2 separate regions of the Mus musculus genome follow, and region 1 is linked to region 2. Evidence: chromatin contacts called from public Hi-C data. All regions are on one chromosome and are shown on one strand. The core of a region is the stretch at or near the end of the contact, and the rest is flanking DNA. Distances in the headings are between cores, read along the strand shown. Region 1 holds the start of Rnf227 (ring finger protein 227). Region 2 holds the start of Bcl6b (B cell CLL/lymphoma 6, member B).

What was found. Hi-C and Micro-C count contacts between places; a contact is called where the count stands out from the background.
Region 1: a contact with region 2 is called in a Hi-C map of CD8 T cells, with 5 times the contacts expected there. The contact joins the promoter of Rnf227 here to the promoter of Bcl6b in region 2. A contact is called at or near these places in 2 of 39 promoter capture datasets (cranial neural crest and liver), 1 of 484 Hi-C or Micro-C datasets (CD8 T cells) and 1 of 9 other capture datasets (adipose tissue).

The regions. Positions count from the first base shown.
Region 1 is chr11:69,337,621-69,342,155 of GRCm38.p6, reverse strand. It overlaps Rnf227 (ring finger protein 227), which reads right to left and starts at 1,360. Exons shown (of 2, transcript NR_027827.2): 1 at 1,098-1,360; 2 at 1-997.
Region 2 is chr11:70,227,205-70,231,694 of GRCm38.p6, reverse strand. Bcl6b (B cell CLL/lymphoma 6, member B) reads left to right here and starts at 1,897. Exons shown (of 9, transcript NM_007528.3): 1 at 1,897-1,985; 2 at 2,524-2,714; 3 at 2,986-3,207; 4 at 3,314-3,661; 5 at 3,944-4,068. The coding sequence starts at 2,536.

The DNA of each region.
Region 1 (4,535 bases), core at 111-2,610, 890 kb after region 2:
GAGTGACTAAGAGCTAAACCAGTGATTCTTAACTTACATACACATACCTGGGATTCTAAAACTACCGGGGAATGTGGACTGGGGTCCTGAAATTCTGCATTTCTAGCAAGCTGTGAGACCAACCAACACTGCTGGTCTTGATTTTAAGTCTACAGTAAGATATTTACAGGACTTTAGAATAGAACTAACTACATACAGTAAACAATGTCCCATTATGGGACACAAATTAAAATTATGTGAGCATCTTTTTTTTTCTTTTCCCCAGTATTGCTACAGAGTCAGTAAAGATAACAAAGGCCTAAATTTTGCTTCCTTTATCAAATGGCTCACCCATCTTTGATAAGCCTTTAATAAGGCCTCATGTAAATAAATGCCCCTTGGATGTTTTCATACCTGCCCTATCCAGCTGAAGGGAGGTTGTATATGCAAGATTCCCAATCATAAGCAGGGAGTCAACTCAGTAATTGCTGGAGCACGGTAACAAGAGTGGGAAGATGGCATGCCAGCAAACACAACCAGATAAGTGAGATTGACATGACATATAAATTAGCTTATCCCCTGTCCTGTCCTTTTTTCCACAGTACACATTGTCAACCACAGACCACTGCTAAAATTGGATCCTTTGCTTACACCACAGACTCTGAACAAACGCCAAAGCTTTGTTATTTTTTTTTTCTTCCTACATTATGGTAGGCTTTGTTTCTATTATCCCTTGGCCACTCCATCCTGAAAATATAATGCTGGCACAGTCTAGGAGCCTTCGCCGCTCAGAATCCACACCATCTAGGGTCCTTTCTGTTGAGCTCCATCTCCATCACGCATGTACCAATTCCAGCATCAGCCTTGATTTCCAGGTAGTCTTGACATCAACCTTTTGTGTCAGAGCACGCCTGAGGATGCTGCTCCCACCTGCTTTCTGCCATAGCTCTGGGGTTCCTTGGTTACAGCGTACAACGGGTCATGTGGGCAATGTCCTTGACCTCTGGACAGTAGAGCACTGGAGGAAAGAAGAAGGGTTAGTGGCAACAGGAGGATGCAACTTGACCCAGCATTCTTCGGTGCAATGTACCCAGTATCCTCCCTAGGCCGCCCCTCACCATTGCTAGGCAACGGACGCCGCAAGCGGCGTGCCGGCGCCAGGACCCTGTCCAAAATTCGGCGAAGCGCGCGCCAACCCGCACTTGGAGGTCCCGCCCCCTTCTCGCTCTCCGCTTCCCCGTCGTCGTCCTCTCCATCCTCTCCGCTGTCTTTGGCCGGGCTCCCCATCGGGTCTCCTTCACGCTCAGCCCGGGCTTTTTCCTCCAGCCGTGACCACAAGACAGGGTCTAGCGCGATCTCCGTGACGCCGCCGCGCGGGAGCGGGGAAGGCGCGCGGCAGAACGGGCACGTGACAGCGCGGCGCAGGCGCACCACGCGCGCGGCCGTGCGGCTGCCGTCGCCCCGCGCTGCCAGCTCGCGCAGGCAAGCTGTGCACAGCGTGTGGCCGCAGCGGGCGCGCGCCGTGCCAGGCAGGCGGCGGGGCGCACGGGCCCCGAGGTTGTAGGGTCGGAAACAGATGTTGCAGTCCAGCTCACCCAGCTCGGGAAGAGAGGGCACTCTCATCAAGAGCTGCATCGTGGTCACCGTGGCCCGAGGGCTTCGATCTCTAGGCGGCTAGGATACAGAACGAATGAGCCCTCCTTGGGCCAGGGCAGGGGCCTGGGGCCCGCGCCGCCGCCTCTGTCCCCTTTTAATAGTGAGGCCCCGCCCTCGAGGCGTCACGCGCAGATGGGCCGCTCCCTTCCGAGGCACGCGTTGGGGCGGCAGAGGCGCGAGGCTGGACTTGCGAGTGGGGATGCAGCGGGCTGAATGCCCAGGACAATGCCAGAATTACCCGAGGGAAGAGGGGGGCACGCTCCACCCACAGCCTCCATGGCGGACTCCTCACCCCCAGCAAAACACTAGCGCTGTCACTTAAACCTACCTGATGCAGGTGTCCAGGTCTCCTCTTGCACACAGTCACTAGCACAAGTCTATATGGCCCTGTTGGCCTATTTGTCACATGTTCATACTCTTTCACAATCCCCTCCTGCCCTTCCCCTCACAAACAGGCAACATATGCCAGGTTTACTGTTGGTTCTGCCCAGTTTTAATTGGTCTTCTGGATGTTTGGATTGTGCCCAGCCATAATTCACTCTGCCCTCGCCTCTCCTTTTTATACATGGCCTCTTGGGTTCTTTGGAAGGCTGGCTCCCTCAAATTCCTCCCCCTACCCCCTCTGAGAGTTTGAGTCCAGCTAACACCTCAGCACAAGGAGGGACCTAGATTCCAGGAGCATGGCCTTAGGAATGCTGGGAATCTTTTCCTTCCGGAGTATCCAGACTTGGACACCCACACAGCATGATGGTGGAAACGAAGCAGCTCTGCGTGACTTCTGACTCAGGGGTCTGACTTCTCCCACAGGTAAACAGGACGTGGTACTCACAGCCCACATTCCCTCACGGTGTGGCACCCACACCCAAGCTGCCTCCTCAGCCTCTCGAACCCAGGCTCTGTTGCGGAGGATAATAACACAGTCTTGACACAGCTGGCTCAAGAACAAATCCTAGTTGTGACACCCACAGACAAGTTACTTCATTTCTCTGGGCCTTGATTTCTTCATCTACAAAGTGTGGGTAATAATAGTAAGGATGGAAAGAGCTTGTGTTTGTAAGGTGCTTTAAATGGTGCCTGATGGTACACAGTAAACATCAGATAAGCAACAGCTGTTATTATCCTTATCATCCCTGGCTCCACGCCGGCTTTGTGTTCTCTGTAACTTCTCTGTACCCAGTATTTCCCATACACCATCTCTTGGTTAATACAAGATGGGTTTCTTTACATGGTATAGCATTTACCGGCCCATCACAGGTAAGATAGAGCTGGTTTTGGTTTTTAACATTAGCATTTTAAAGCTAAAATCTTTGAGGGTAATCTTTGTTTTAGGGACAGGGTCTTACTCTGAAGCCCTGGCTGGGCTGAAACTTTTCATATAGTTCTGGATGACTTCAAACTCACAAGAAATCTGCCTGCCTCTGCCTCCTGAGTGCCGGCATTAAAGGCTATTGTTACCATGCCTAACAACAGTAATCTTTTGCCCAGTCTAAGTTGGAACCTACTATGTAGCCTAGGCTGGTCTCAGAATCAGGGCAGTCCTCCTACCGCAGCTTCCAGAGCACCAGGATTATGGTTTCTGGAAAATAATCTTCTTGGTGAGATTTACCTAAGATTTGTTTTATTTTTAGTGATGTATGTTTGTGGGTCTGTGTGGGTGTGTGCCCATGAGTTCGGGAACCCCTGGAATCCAAGTAGCTGTCCCATCTCCTGGAGCTGGAGTCGAATGTGGTTGTGAACTGCCCAGCATGGGTTCTGGCAACAAAGCTGCGTCCTCTATAAATAAAGAGCAGACTGGGGGCCTCATGTAACTCAGGCTGGCTTGGGACTCTACACGTTCCAAATGACCTTCGACTTCTGATCTTTCTTGTTCTGCCTCCCAAGTGCTGGGACTACAGGTGTGTGCCTTCATGGCCTGCTTTGGTTTATCATGGTTTTTAAGCAGACATTAAAATTTTAGGAGTTTGATGGCTTTCATGGTCACTTGGGAGAACTTACTCACTTATTCCAATGACACTGTCATAATTCACACCTTTTGTAGAACTTTTCTTTGGGAAGGTGTGCCTCACATTTTTAAATATCTTCAGGGGGCTGGCAAGGTGACTCTGTGCTTAAGAACACCTGCTGCTCTTTCAGATGACCCGAGTTCAGTTCCCAGCACCTGTGTTGGGCAGCTCACGACTGCCTGTACCTCCAGCTTTAGATCTGAATCTTTTCTAGACTCCATGAGCACCTCCATACACATATGCATAAAACCATCTTCAATTGATGGTAAGTCTTCATCTTTGTTGTCTATACAACATCTATGTGTGTACATGCATGTGGATTCTTTTGTGTGGTTCATGCTATGGCACATGTGTCAAAATCAGAGGATAACCTTAGGCATCCTCACTTTCTCCTTGTTTGGCTTTTCCTGTTGTTGCTAGTGGGTGTTTGTTTGTTTGTGAGGCAGAATCTTACTATGTAGACCTGACTGGCCTCAAATTCAGAGATCTGCTTGCCTCTACCTCAAAGTGCTAGGGTTAAAACCACGCACCACCATGCCCAGGTTCAGAAACCACCGTGCTCAGGACAGGGTTTTCCAGATCTGTGTATCAGGATATCTGGTCCCCAAACTGCTGGGATTCCGAGGACTCTCCTGTATCTTTCCACCCGCCATAGGAGACCGTGATTATGGACACACGGATCGTCACACTCAGCTTATGTGAGATCTGTGGATTCAAACTTAAGCTCTCGCTTAACGGTGAGCCATCTCCCAACCCAAATCTTATTCAACAAAGGTAGAATAAGATGAGCACAAGGTGTTTCACAGGTCTAGAGAGATGACTCGGCAGTTAAGAGCACTGACTGCTCTTCCAGAGGCCCTCAGTTCAATTCCCAGCAACCACATGGTGGCTCACAAC
Region 2 (4,490 bases), core at 648-3,147:
TCCCCCAAATTAGTTGCGTACTCATGCTCCCCCAGTAGACCAGAAATTAGAGATGGACAGTCTCACATGGGAGCATCAAATCCCTCCAAACCCCCGAACTAAGACATCTTTAAAACCAGCCCCGCACCTCCAATTTGCTATCAGCTGTCGAGACTAAAAACAGGCCTTATTGACTACAATAACTTCTATGGCAAGTGACACCCCAAAACTCAGAATAGCTAACTCTGTCCTGACATCAAAGCCCTTAATGTTTTCACCTCAAATTTGGAGATGAAAATTGGATAGAGACCAAATAATCTTCACAAAGTAAAGCCACATCGTCATCCAGGGTCCCTAGCTATCCCCAACCCCCAGTTGGTTTGCAGTTTTGTTTGCTACGTTTGCTTAAAAAAAAAAAAAATCAAAACCAATAAAACAAACAAAATGTACTCCACCCCCAAGAACAGAAGGGAGAGGCCTCAGGCCTAGATATGCTGGTCCATTCTTGCACAACTGCTATGCTCCAAACCCCAAACTCAAAGAGCTCCTGCTTTGTACCTGGGTTCAGCTCTGCCCCTCTTCTTCAAAGGAAACTTGTCCTTCTATCCCAAGGCTCCCCAAACAAAATCTAAGGGTGTGGTCCCTGCCTAGCTTCTGAATGAAGTACTTAGCTACCAGGTTCCTCCTGCCCTTTCTCCTCTGTCCTCTCTGTTTACTCCGACCAATGCTCATATTAATGTTCATTGAAAATTCCTGTCTACAAACATCTGGGTAGAAGGGTCTATCAAATTAGAAAACAAAACAACTGTGTTCCCAGGCTCAAGACCCCATCTCATCCTAACCACTATGTTCATTCCAAAGCCTTCCATAAGAGTTCTAGCCTGAATTTCCTGCGGAGACCCTAACTCTTCTGTCTTCGATCTACTGCCCCACAAAGAGACAGAGGTGCAGAGGAAACTATCAGAAAGAGAAGGCAGCTGAAAGTTTCCTGTAGCCTGGACCGAATGCATCCAGCTCACTGGTCTGAGCACATCACCAGCCAGGAGACCTAGGGGCGAAGCGAGGCTGGTGCTCGACCGCCCTCTCGTGGAAGGATGCAGACATTGCCGAGCTTTGCCTACTTGCCGCGCTGGACCCCGGCGTCCCGCCAGACTCTAAGCGCAGCCGACGGGCGGGTGCTCGAAGCCCTAGTAAGCTAGGACTGATGGAGAGCGTCAGGGCTTTAGGCGGGAGTCTGTATCTCTGGATCCCTATAAGGGTTGAGAAGAGAGTCGAGAGTAGGAGGCCGGACGCCTAGGTCTCCCGAGCGTCTCTCGGTCCCCACCCGGGGTTTTCCCCACCTCCTCGAGGGGAAGCAGCTGCAGGAGCCGTCCGGTCTCAGGACAATGGAAGGAAACGAACTAGAAATCATATCCGCCCTCTCCTTACCCCGCCTGGTCAGAGCTCCACCTCCCCCTTTTCTGGACCTTGCCTGTCAATCACTCCTCCTTCTCCCACTATCTGAGATCCACTGGAGTCCACTAATGCCTCCCCAAACCCGATACCACTTGGACTGTCTATTTTCTTCCTGAGTCCAATACATTAGAAAGAGGAGTTTTAGGATATTTCCTTTCTCCCTCAACTGGCTGTTGGCACACGCCTCCAAAACCCAACACTCCAATACTCGCTGTCCCAGCTCCTTCGACGACATAAGCCTCCCATATTACCACCCTCCGCACCACTAACCTCCCCAATTCTAATATCCTCATCCTCGGGTGCTTATTTAATGAACCAAAGCCATCCACGATACGACCACCCCGAGATTCTGAGATACAGTTTGAAACGGAGACCCCGCCCCGGGCTCACCATCTGGAGAGCCTCAGAGGAAGGAAGGATACAGACTCACGGGTTCACCCCACCTCCACCCCCGCCCCCGCCATCCCGGCTGAATAAAGGAGCAGAGACCGAAAGAGGAGAGAGACCCCGCCCCCCTCGAGAAGAGAAGCCGCAGCCCCTGCGGGACAGGGGTAAGAACCAAACCCTGAGGGTATCAGATTTCTGAGTCTCCAAAGAGGGCTTGGGGTTAGTTGATAGTAATAAGACCTGAACCCCAGGAACTGTGCTAAGAAGAGATGGAAAGTATTGGGTCTAGCGATAGGAGTCGCGTAGATGGGTGTGGGCTGCAGATCATATTTGGTCCCCCAGGTAAAGTCTGGTACCTGTGACCCAGGCGCCCGGGGAGCAGAGGAAAGGAAGGTAGTGGATGAGGTAACTAGAGTCGAACCAACGCACGGCGCGCGGGAGTGCGGGATTCCTCACGCTCGCCCTCCAAGCGGTGGAACGAGAGTTTCTAACTTGCTCCAAGATCTCCGCGATCCAGCAAAGGGAAGGAAGGAAGCAACCGTTTAGGGCAGAATGAACGAGAGGAATTAAGTGGTGATGCTGAGTCCGCTATCTGATGGCGTTGGTTGGCTCTAGGGGTATCCCAGGTAGAAAACATCAGAGAAGAAAGGAATCTGTTTTAGTAATGCCTAGATCCTCTAACTTTTTCGGTGGCTGTCGCAGGCTTAGGTCGCTATGGGTTCCACAGCGGCCCCAGAGGGAGCTCTGGGCTACGTCCGAGAGTTCACCCGCCACTCCTCCGACGTGCTTAGCAATCTGAATGAGCTGCGCCTGCGCGGGATCCTCACTGACGTCACGCTGCTGGTTGGCGGGCAACCCCTAAGAGCGCACAAGGCAGTTCTTATCGCTTGCAGGTTCGAGGGGGTAGGGCACCTGGGGACTAACTGGGGAAAAAACAGAGTAACATGGCTGTTGAGAGGTAATCCAAAGCATGAGGGAAGCTGGGAATAATGGTCCACACCGGCAATCCCAGAACTGGAGAGTAAGAAGGGGGGAGGAAGGAAGAAGGGAGGGGGAAGCTTGGGAGAGCATCCAAAAATTGAGGCAGCAGTGCTAGTGGGGAGGCAAGACTCTCCTTTGGTCTCCCGGCTCCTAACATGACCAACCCATCTGCCCTCTCTCCAGTGGCTTCTTCTATTCAATTTTCCGGGGCCGAGCGGGACTCGGGGTGGATGTACTCTCTCTGCCGGGGGGGCCAGAAGCCAGAGGCTTTGCTCCTCTTCTGGACTTCATGTATACTTCAAGGCTTCGCCTCTCTCCAGCCACTGCCCCAGCTGTCCTCGCAGCTGCCACCTATTTGCAGATGGAACACGTAGTCCAGGCGTGTCACCGTTTCATCCAAGCCAGGTAAAGGAACCATGGATTTGTATTCTCCCTAGCAGAACTAGTGCCGGGAATAAGGGCAAAGGCAACGACTAGGAGACGGTGTTAATGATCATCCTACTTTTTCTAGCTATGAACCTCTAGGCATCTCCTTGCGACCTGTGGAGGTAGAACCCCCAAGACCCCCAACAGTCGCTCCACCAGGCAGTCCCAGGCGCTCAGAAGGACACCCAGACCCACCTACTGAGTCTCGAAGCTGCAGTCAAGGTTCCCCAAGTCCAGCCAGCCCAGACCCCAAGGCCTGCAACTGGAAAAAATACAAATTTATTGTGCTAAATTCTCAGACCTCACAAGCAGGAAGCCTGGTTGGGGAGAGTTCAGGTCAACCTTGTCCCCAGGCCAGGCTCCCTAGTGGAGATGAAGCCTGTAGCAGCAGCAGCAGCAGTGAAGAAGGAACCACGCCTGGTCTCCAAAGCAGGTATAGAATCTATAACTCCCAAGAGTTTTAGAGTCTGGTCCACTCTAGGAGGCAGAGCCATTGAGTAGGCCATTGTGGCACCCTCTGAACCAGGTTTCAGGGATACTAACCCAGCTTAGGGAGTTGGCCAAAGGCCAAAGGTGGGACTTAATGATCAATATTGGCTCACTTCCAGAAGACAGGCCTTGAAGTCTGTATATTCCAGAAAAGGGGCAGGGCGGGGGGAGCCAGTGCCCCACCCCCAATCCCTAACCTTTTCTATGGCTCTTAACTTCTGCCTAGACTATCTCTAGCTACTACCACTGCACGATTCAAGTGTGGAGCTCTAGCAAATAACTCCTACCTCTTCACACCCCGGGCTCAAGAGACTTCTCTGCCAGCTTCTAAGCAGGCTAATCCACCGCCAGGTAAGAGGCTTTCTCTTCTGGCTTCTCTCCTGTAGCTGATCCAGGTCGATTTGGACCAAAAAGACCTCAGAATAGACCTATTGAATAGTCCCAAACTTGACTGCATTGGACCCCCTCTGGGTAACGTTCACCCCAGCAGTCAGAATGTCTGAGGGTGAGGACCAATCATAAATATTTTTAAGCTCTCTATGTACTTCCAAAAAGCAGCACAGTTTGGGAATTTCTGGCCCACCCAATCCAAGACTGAACGATCTGCCCAGAGTTTGGCAGGGCCTCTCTGGCAAGCCAGAAGGAGGCAAGAAAGGAAAGAAACAGAAAGCTCCACCCACTCCACACACTGTCAGCACCATTGAAATTAGCAGCATGCTACTAAATCAGTCGTATCTTACTGACTGACTGGCCACGAACAAGCCAAGTGACCG